Regions from separate parts of the Hordeum vulgare genome. Here region 2 is linked to region 1. A link is a contact called in public Hi-C data. All regions are on one chromosome and are shown on one strand. Each heading gives the region's core, a stretch centred on a gene start, on an enhancer-like site or on the middle of the called end of the contact. The rest is flanking DNA. Distances are from core to core; before and after follow the strand shown.

Evidence for each region. Hi-C and Micro-C count contacts between places; a contact is called where the count stands out from the background.
Region 2: a contact with region 1 is called in a Hi-C map of leaf, with 10 times the contacts expected there. The contact joins the promoter of LOC123431733 here to the enhancer-like site in region 1. A contact is called at or near these places in 2 of 6 Hi-C or Micro-C datasets (leaf and seedling) and 1 of 1 datasets of contacts at active chromatin or transcription factors (embryo).

Annotation. Positions count from the first base shown.
Region 1 is chr1H:293,577,773-293,583,053 of MorexV3_pseudomolecules_assembly, reverse strand. LOC123431696 (protein EXECUTER 1, chloroplastic) reads right to left here. Exons shown (of 13, transcript XR_006623300.1): 12 at 4,137-4,329; 13 at 3,798-3,961. Among protein-coding and RNA genes, the nearest start is that of LOC123431696, 15 kb to the right of the region's middle. Within about 2 kb of position 3,548, at least 3 of the 3 cell types and tissues checked have open chromatin away from gene starts, as enhancers often do. A contact at or near this core is called in leaf and seedling, where this site is marked.
Region 2 is chr1H:293,948,174-293,953,482 of MorexV3_pseudomolecules_assembly, reverse strand. LOC123431733 (endoribonuclease Dicer homolog 3b-like) reads right to left here and starts at 2,989. Exons shown (of 26, transcript XM_045115353.1): 1 at 2,726-2,989; 2 at 2,446-2,629; 3 at 2,213-2,326; 4 at 1,489-1,623; 5 at 1,260-1,329; 6 at 526-590; 7 at 291-422; 8 at 1-144. The coding sequence starts at 2,820.

The DNA.
Region 1 (5,281 bases), core at 2,299-4,798:
AACATTCGGTAACCAACCATATAACTCAAATACGCATAAAACAACGTCGAACCTTAAGTGTGCAGACCCTGCGGGTTCGAGAACTATGCACACATGACCCGAGTGACTCCTCGGTCAATATCCAATAGCGGGACCTGGATGCCCATATTGGATCCTACATATTCTACTAAGATCTTATCGTTTGAACCTCAGTGCCAAGGATTCATATAATCCCGTATGTCATTCCCTTTGTCCTTCGGTATGTTACTTGCCCGAGATTCGATCGTCAGTATCCGCATACTTATTTCAATCTCGTTTACTGGCAAGTCTCTTTACTCGTTCCGTAATACAAGATCCCGCAACTTACACTAAGTCACATTGCTTGCAAGGCTTGTGTGTGATGTTGTATTACCGAGTGGGCCCCGAGATACCTCCCCGTCATACGGAGTGACAAATCCCAGTCTTGATCCATACTAACTCAACGAACACCTTCGGAGATACCTGTAGAACATCTTTATAGTCACCCAGTTACGTTGCGACGTTTGATACACACAAAGCATTCCTCCGGTGTCAGTGAGTTATATGATCTCATGGTCATAGGAACAAATACTTGACACGCAGAAAACAGTAGCAACAAAATGACACGATCAACATGCTACGTCTATTAGTTTGGGTCTAGTCCATCACATGATTCTCCTAATGATGTGATCTCGTTATCAAGTGACAACACTTGCCTATGGTCAGGAAACCTTGACCATCTTTGATCAACGAGCTAGTCAACTAGAGGCTTACTAGGGACAGTGTTTTGTCTATGTATCCACACATGCACTGTGTTTCCAATCAATACAATTATAGCATGGATAATAAACGATTATCATGAACTAAGAAATATAATAATAACTAATTTATTATTGCCTCTAGGGCATATTTCCAACACTCCAAGTCCGCGCCGGCAGCGCCTCGTGCGCATCAGCCGGCGGACTCTAAGTCCGCACCGACAGCGCCTCGCGCGCACCAGCTGGCCGACTTCGTGTTTGACCCCGGCAGCGCCTCGCGCCCATCAGTCGGCGAACTCCAAGTCCGCACCAGCAGCGCCTCGCGCGCACTAGTCTGCGGACTCCGAGTTCGCCACCGATAGCGCCTCGGGCCCATCAGCCGGCAGACCACGCGTACGCCCCCGGCATCGCCTCACGCCCATCAGTTGGCGGACCATGCGTCCGCCCCCGACAGCGCCTCGCATGCACCAACCGGTGGACTCTGTGCCCACGTCCGGCAAGGCCCCGCGCCCATCGGTCGGCGGACTCCGTCTCCGCGCCTGACATCCTCAACGCCGCCATCTGCTTCAGCAACAACAAAAACCTCCGCCCAACTCTACGTGTCGCCCGGAGGCTCAGAGGCTACACCCAACGGGTGTGCTCGCACGCCCCCGCTGGAAACAGCCAGCCAGCGGATTCCGCATCTACGCCCGACAGCGCCTCACGCCCATTGGCTCGCGGACTCCGCGCCCTCGCTAGGCAGGGCCCCCACTGGAAGCAAGCCATGCGGGCTGCGGCCCGCAGCCGACCACCATCAACAATGACGACTATGAAAACCCTTCGCCCGACTCTCCGAGTCGCTCGAAGGCTTGGAGGCTACTGTCGAGGGGATGACCCCCGGCTACCCCAAAGGTGGCGAGTCGGACGGGGTGTCTGCCCGCCCGGGCCGGCTACTCCAACTCGCACTCGTGGCCGGCTGCTCCAGCCAGCTGGGTGCCCAGAGCCAACTACGACGCCCCATCAGGCACGCGCGGACGGGACGGCCATACGCCGCGGTGGAGCACTATTGACGACCAGTAATGCGTTGTACACGCGTCAGGCGGTATCATCTACAGTGTAACTTGTCCCCTGAGCGCTGGTTTATAAAGTACCCGAGGAGACAAACATAGCCTAGCTCACAAGCTACACATAGCTTAGCATGTAAGCTACCCGTTATAGCTTACATCTCAAGCAGCTTGGTATGTAAGCTACCCACAGCTTACATACCAAGCCACACACCCACACACTCATGCCATATAAGGGGTCTCATGCCCACCACGTATGGCATGGCCTCACTCTCTCACATATGAGGCAAGAAGTATATGGCTCTCCTCTCCCATACAGCTCGAGGAGCAACCTTGTACTGCAAATATACATCATATACACTCATGCAGGAATAGGGGTATTATCTCTCCGAAGAGCTCCGAACATGGATAAATCATCGCGTGCTGCTACCCTATCTCGTCCCAGATCTTTCACGGCAACCTTGCTCTCACCTTGATTAGCCACCCCTGACATCTGTCCGGAGAAAACGATGACAATTTTTTTGCCTAGCTCGAACTCTAGCCAAAGACAACGACGAGAAGGGACACAGGGCACCCAGACCGCGTCACGACCAACGCAAGGAACCTCCCATGCGACCACCACTCCTATCACTGATCGAATGAACGTACCCCCACCTTATGCACCTATGAGATGGCAAGTGGGATGCAGGACTCAGTCGTGCCGGAGAAGGAAAGCCTGAAGGAGACATCGACGATGTCATACACTGCGCACCAGATGTCCACGCCCTACGAGGCAGCCCAAACGAATACGACGCCCCACATCACATTCCAACACCATGGACCTCCGCGAGTACCCAAGACAACACCTTCATGAAGGGGGCGATGTCGAGACGTCGTTGTTGTCCGATCCGGCAAACCGGGCCTAAGGTTACCCATGGCAATATGAGCAAATTAAAGTGTGATGTTCATAACGTTCGATCACAACCAAAAAGAGATGGATGTTCATAGTTTTTACATGCGTCCAGTCACAAAAGATCCGATCCAACAGTCTGTGTGAAAGAAAAGGTATTTCATTCTACCACCTCCACCTCCTCACCAGTCGCCTCCTTCTCAGCCAATATCCTAACAGGGACGACGTGCACAGTCATCGCCTCATGAGGATCCAACTCGTTTATCCTCATGGTCTAACATCTTGTTATCCGCCGAAGCGGTTCACACATACCAACGAACACATAGTTGGCACCGAGTTAATGCGTTCTCGAGTTGTGGCGATGCCAAGTCGATGAAATGAAGCGACACTTCGTTGACGTCAGCGCGATATGAGATGTACCCTACGGTGAAGGTTGGGAACTGCCGTCTGAAGTGCCTGACGGCATAAAAGTAGGGCGGATGATATTGCTCTAGCCAAGATAGTGTGTTCATGGATGACGACGGCGACGCCCCGCGTCCCAGCCGAGCTTTGCCTTCCTTTTCATGCTGCACGATTGTAGCGTCGCAAGTTGATTTACGACAGCCAACTTCTCTAGGTCCTCCACTTCCACCAGCTCTAACAGGTGCTCGTACAGGTCCATGCAGCGTCAGACGATGAAAAGTACGGGAATTAGGGTAAAGGGCAACGATGATCAGAACAGAGAGGGTTAGGAAGGGCAGGGTTTGACACGAAAACAGTGCAGACCGCTTTAAATGCGCACGCTTCACCTTACTGTGAGTGAAAGAAGGATGTCGGAGTGGACGTGATGGGGCCCGAACTCCCACAAAGCCCCTAATTTGCAAGAAAACAAACAGGCAGACACACCTAGGGAACCATGTTGAATGGTAGATTACATCCGCGGACACCTATAGGACCATGTTGAATGGTAAATTACGTCCAGACAGCTCAGTCCAAACAATTGCGGGCGTTTGCTCTTACTCCTTTCTTTCTTTACAGTGACCATGCTCTAAGCAACATCACAGTATCATCAACTCATAATTGAATACCTGGGCTGGAGAAGGGTGATGTGGGAAATGCTAGCTTGCGATATTAACGTATAGATAACATAATTGAATACTTGGGCACTCAGATTTTTACATATACACCAGTTTATTGCTCCGCTCCACTTTTCTGGAACCAATAGTGACCTGAGTTACACCATGACAAAATTATTTCATCACGCTGCACACAATTGTTGCTTCACAAAAGGGTTCCTGTATGAAGAATGCCAAGAGGAGGAAAACACTGAAACCCACTCATCACTTTCTTTTTAACGTGTTTCAATTCAACTGGTCAAAATAAGTTGGCTCTTTCTAATGCAGCAAGTCTTCGGCCTCAACTCGTAAATTGGGTGGGTCAGCTGAGAGAAGTGGAATGAGAAATGCTCACCATTCAAGTTGGCAGTGGCCTATTTGAGCTATTTCGCTGGTCATACATTTCTTCACCCTCTCATCCACCATACTGTGGGGGCATCTCCACCATGGAGAATGTGATGCTCCGCGAAAGCCCAATTTGCTCCAAAGGCAAACTATGTACACTACCTCCGTAAACTGTACATCAGCGTGTGTGATTGCAGAATGTCCTGATAACAAATACAATGTTCAGTCTCCTGCTGTATGAAGACATCAAATAAAGGTAAAATTAAGTAGAAATGGCCTCTCGAGGCAGAGAGGGGCAAAGACAGAACATACGCGATCCAATATCACCAAGTACTTCTAGTTGTGGCGAATCGCAGTGCATCACCAAATTGCAGATATCACACAGATATATGACAAAGCAGGTGCTTAGTGATGTCAACTAATGGGCTCTCGAGGCTCATTAGTCACCCAAGTTGCTGGTGAAAACAGAAGCAGCAACTAATCAAGTCTCAACTCTCAAGGCTCTCAAGAAGGCTCTCGAGGCTCATTAGGCCCTGTTTCTTTAAAAAGTCCTAGGACTTTTTTTAGTCCCAACTAAAAAGTCTCTAGTCCCTACCCGTTTCTTTCCAAGGACTAAACATGGACTAGAGGTCATTAAATGACATGCAAAAAGACCATGTTACCCCTAGTAATATACTAGAAGTTATTAAATGACATGCTAAAAGTAGGGGCACTGTTGGAAAAAGTGCCAAAAAAGTCCCAAAAAGTCCCTCCCATAGGGACTTCTTCCTTTAGTCCCAAATACCCCCTTTTAGTCCCCTAAAAGTCCCTCCCGTTTCTTTCACATGGGACTAAAAGGGACTTTTTTTAGTCCCTACACCAAAAAAGTCCCTGGAAAGAAACACCCCCTTAGTCACCCAAGTTGCTGGTGAAAACAGAAGCAGCAACTAATGAAGTCTCAACTCTCAAGGCTCTCAAGAAGTTATAAGAAACCGTGGTCTCCTTTCACTGCTGGGCACTTCTTTTTTGTATTCAGTGATTTGAATGACAACAAAGAACACCATGAATCATGATACCTGCGTCAGGTAGACACCGACATGAGCAGTGACTGATTCCTTCACTGGATAGGCCAGTGGTGCAAGTGAGTGGGTCGTTTATACAGATTCAAGTGCAAAT
Region 2 (5,309 bases), core at 1,740-4,239, 370 kb before region 1:
GATGATTGGACCAAGATAATTTAGGCCATAAAATATCTTCTCATGGTATCTAGACAAGGTCTTTCTTGATGTCTCTAATATGTTATTCGTGTCTTCAAATTTATTTGGTGATGATTCTTGCAGATTAGCCAACAAAGCATCATACTGCCCAACAATGACAAGTTTTAACAAATAAGCATTTGTACAGTAATATAGATGCAAAGAGAGAAATACAACACACTATAGGTGTGGCTACACCAAACTACAGATGTATCTTATGAAAGAGTCAAAACATAGTTGAATCAAATCACCTCTTCATACAATATCTGTAGCTTCGATTTCAGATCTTCGAAATCAATCGAGTAAGCATCATAGTATTTGTTCACAATTGTTGCAGGAGGGGAAAAGCTCTCAAGTTCACTACGATCCTTTATGATATATACCTGGAATGGCATGTGAGGTATGGAGGCTATTTCTTACTGCAATATAGGTTTCCAAAGGCTCAATAAAATCCGAAGTGAAAGAAGCTGAGGATGCTGAGATAACCTTTGCATCCAATGTAAGTTCAAGTTGACCAATGTGTGCTTCACAATCTTGTACCGTGGAAGTGCCTGAAAAGGACGGTGATTTAAAAATGAAACTTGCCTCTCCTCCACTGTTCTTTTATCAAAAGTAAATATAGAAGCTTGTAATAAATAATAAGCGCATGTCGGGGAGGGAGGGAGGGGGGGCTGCAGCATTACAAAATTTAGCGTCTAACAAATCATCCTAGTGCAGGAAAATAATTTTCATTTGATAAATTGGTCCCAAGTCGCGAGTGCCTTCAAGTAGGATGAATAGCAGGCACAGTTAACCTTTTTGTCAAAATGAAATAAGCCAATAAAAATCATGTCAAACGTACAGGTTGTGTTCCCAGTCATCCAGATGAAGAAGGAAGCAATGATGTATAGGTAGCTAACTGCAACTTATAGTGCAGAGCAGTGGGGCACTGTTGGCACAACAGAGAGTATCACACTTCAGGAAGTGTATGATCTTGTGAGGGAGAAGATGAGAGCACGACACATGGTACATAACAGTCATACAACATGCTGATTTCAAGAACCAAAATAGTGGTCGTTTGCTGGAAATATTGACGAAGATATATGGCAGAGGGTAGAAAGAAAGGAAGCACATGATAGTCATGTGTACTCCCTCTGTAAACTAATATAAGAACGTTTAGATCACTAAAATATTGATCTAAACACTCTTATATTAGTTTACAGAGGGAGAAGAATTCTTGCCTTTAGTAGCAACAGGAGATGCTGTCATTCCAAATACAGCTGGCCTCCACTCAGAGCCAACATAAAATTCCTACAGACTCAAGAGAAACATAAACCGTTAGGAAATTTGACATGCCAAACCATTACAAATACTGCTATCCTAAGGAACTTCTTAACTGTCAAGAAACTGCATGAGGCAGGCCAAATCCTATCTACCGATGATGTTAAAACAAGAAAAGAAAACCATTACCTTCATTATTCGTGTATACGGGTGGTTTCCACAGGCACGATGGCATTCATCAAATATTAGCAGGCTCACTGCACTCATTGTTATGAAGGCATGCCTCAGGGCATCCAACAATATCTGCGGCGTCATAACAGCAATCTGAAACAAATAATGGAAGGCATAATAAGATGCATTGTTCAAGGAGAATTTATATTTCCAGTCAAATATATCAATAGTATGCATAATAAGCGCAGCATGGTAGGTACAAGAAAAACATAGGAACATCCGCAAAACTGTATTAGAATTTAGAAAGACACATAATCCAGATTACTTTACCAAGTGGCATATTTACAAGATTATTTTTAAGCAACATATTTACAGGAGTTGTGAGATCTTTTGGATTTGAAGCAGTGTCCAAATTTAGCAGTGACTGCAATGAAAGGGGGGTTTCCTTTTTCTAGGACTTGTGTCCAAACCTCGGCTATTTCATAGGCACAACCCTTCAGGAAATTGCTTTAGTCGACAGCCCTCTCATCATGCTAAAGAATACTACTCTAATAACAATGGCCTCAATCTACATGCGATCCGAAGCTGCTACCACCCAGAAACTAACACTGTTGGTTCCCTGTCAACAAGTCATTCATCAAGCACTTGGTGAGCACGGTACGTGTACAAATTCAATGTGCATTCAAATTCAACCAATGACCGCGTCGCTGGATAAGAGTAAACCCTGACAGCTGACACTTACCTCCTTGCTCCCAACTTCCTTGTTCCAGCGGTCGGTACTCCAGTCGCCGACACCCGAAGCTCCGTAACACTCCGCGACATCGAGGTCGGTGTACTCCCGAATCACCTCGAATTGCTACGGCGCGAGCCAGACAAGAACCAGGGATCAGGGCCACGGCAGCTGCGAACGCGAGGCGGAAAAATGGTGCAGACGTTGCCGTCGCTAAACGGTCGCTGCAGACTTCAGAAGCGCACCTGGTGGACGAGGTGCACGGTAGGCGCGAGGAAGACGACGATCCGGCGGGGCGCCTCCCCGGCGCGCGCGCGGCTGACGTGGTAGCGCGCGAGCAGGACGGCGACCATGGTCTTCCCGGAGCCGGTGTCGAGCACTGCGATGGTGTTCCCCTGCAGCGCCGCCTCGAACACCTCCACCTGATACCTGCGCCGACGCAGACACGGAACGAGAGACCCCCGTCAGTTCTAGGAATGCAGGGGGTAGAGAGCTGTGGGGAGGGTAATGGGAGCCGATCGAGACCTCCTCGGCTGGAGCTGCATGTGGGGGCGACGAGGCGGCGGCGGAGGAGGAGGCGGGGGGATGGGGCCGTCGTCGTCGGCCATGGCCATGACCATGGGGTTGGGTTCGGTGCAGGCGAGTGGGGGTGGGGGAAGCGCATGTCTGTAGGCCAGCAGTGTATATGAATCGGCGCCGGGGGTGGGAGACTGGGCGGAGGGGAGAAGGCGAAGTGCGTGAAGCGGAGGTGTGGGTTGCGCTGCGTTCGTTGGCTCCGAGAGGAGGTTTTGGGGGAGGAACTTTCCCGTAGTGGTGGAGGTTCGGGGGGTTCATCCGGCGGCTGGCTTGTGGGGTCATCTTTTCAGGAGGCGTAAATGCTTTCGTTGCGGGGTCATCATGCCAACCGGATGAACGTCTCAAATCAACCCGGTAATTCTACCCATGGGTACGCATGTACGTTGGCATTTGATCTGAACAAATAGAAAATCGATTAAAATCATCCAACTGATTCTCCATCCACGTAAGCCGTCTTTGACGCGTGCCACGCGTCCCTATGGGCCGCTCACACCTTATCCTCATTTTTTTTCTAGAAGAAGTGTGGATCACTCGTTCCTTTCCCCATTCTCTTCTTCCTTCGAGCGGACGGCGCTCTCCAGCAATCCCGGTCGTCGCTCACCTCGTGTTGTTGTAGGGCTATGCTGAGAGGAGGTTGCTGCCATGGCCTGCGGCGGAGCTGCGTTGCACCAGATGTCGTGTGATAATGCTGCAGCCAGTTTGACGGTGGAGCTGCGTTGCACCAGGTGCCGCGCGATGATGGGGCAAACAGTTTGATGGTGGAGCTGCAATACAGCAGGTGTCGCACGACAACACGGTAGCCAATTCGACGTCGGAACTGCGTTGCACCAGGTGCCGGGCGACGACATTGCGGCCAGTTCGACGACGGAGCTGCGTTGGAGCAAGAGGTGCTACGAGCTGCTGCCATGACCGGCGGCACAGTTGCGCTGCAACAAGCGATGCTACGATGGCGCTGCTGCACAACGACGGCGAAGCTGCATTGCAGCAGCAGAGAACTATGAGCTGCTGCCAAGGCGGGCGGCAGAGCTGCATCGCAGCAGGCGATGCGTCAATGGAGTGTCGCCGGAGCTTCATTGAAGTGTCGCCGAAACTGCACTGAAGCGTAGCTGGAGTTGCACTCAAGCTCCGCCATAGGTCGCCAAGCGCTGTGTCGCAACACCCGTGTGGCGGTTGCGGATCCCGGCGCTGTGATGCAGCTGCTCGCCGACGGATCCTGGCGCTGCGATGCAGCTCTTCGTCGGGCGGCTCCCGGTGCTTGCTCACCGACGGGGAGGTGTGGCTCATGCTGTGAGTCGGGCGGTGCTGCTGGCCCACGACGACGTGCTTTGCTTGCTTCACTGTGATGAGAGAAGGAGACGATCAGCGCGACGATGTTGACCGAATCCAAGGGATGGCGTGTGATGGATCCAACGAATACGGGAGAAAGGATCTCATGGCCCACAACCCGACTGATTTCTTCAGGAAATCAGTCGGCTGATTTGTAGCAGCCGCCAATTAGTTATGGATAAGGTATGGACATAGATTTAGAGTGGAACGCGTATAAGGACGGATGAGTGAATCTAAATTTGTCCACGCGTTAGCTTCCTTTCTTTGTGTGGAAGAAAGAAAGGTGATCTTCAGCTGCCAGAAGTCCACCACCGCGGTTATCCTCCGGCGACAACTTCGGTCGTCGGTGGTGAGGGGATCCATCCGTTTGGTTTGTTTTCTACTCTCGTAGTTTAGGTTTTTTAGGTTGTTCATTGTCTCAGCTTCGATGACGGCGATGGCGGCGCTGAATAAAGTTTTTTCAGATCCTACTCTGACAAGGCGAACAGTCCTATGATTGGGGATGGATTTGAAAATCAGTTTGTTCAAGTAATGATGGCGTGACGGTGACGACATCCTCGTGATGGACCCGTGTCCTCAGGTTCCACCGTTGCGACGACATTTGCTCCAGCGCTGGCCTGGAGCTTGGGAGGTGGTCGAGGAGCGGATGCAGATTGGGGTCTGCATGGACGACATGTGAAAGATGGTGGATCTAGGTTAGTGGTTTGTGGATGGCAGGTATGGTTTTCTCCTTCGACGTCTTAGTCCGGTGGGGGTGCCACATTTGGAGTTCGATGGCGTGTCTGGGGTGTTCCCCGGCCTGATTCGTTCAACGACAATGGTTTCGCCTTTAGTGAGCCACCTTGGAGGTCCGCAAAGCTGCTTATCAGCGATGGAGCTGCTTCGAGCTCGGGTATGAAGGTGATTCGTCATTTTTTTACTTTGGTGGCTACTATGGTGGTGCCAAAGGCAGGTGACGGGTGTTGGTGTCAAGCTCAAATGATTCTTCGGTCTTGATTGTATTTTTACTTCTTGGCTCGTGTTCCTTTGTGTAAAGACTAGCTTTCTGCTGTCTTTTTCAGTTTTGCCACGTTAATGTATACATGGCTTGTACTACGATCCTTATGATATAAATGAGATACATATTATCATGCAAAAAAATGGACATAGATTTACGTTCATGGGTTGCTTGATTAATATGAAATGTAGGTTGTTGGGGAACATCACA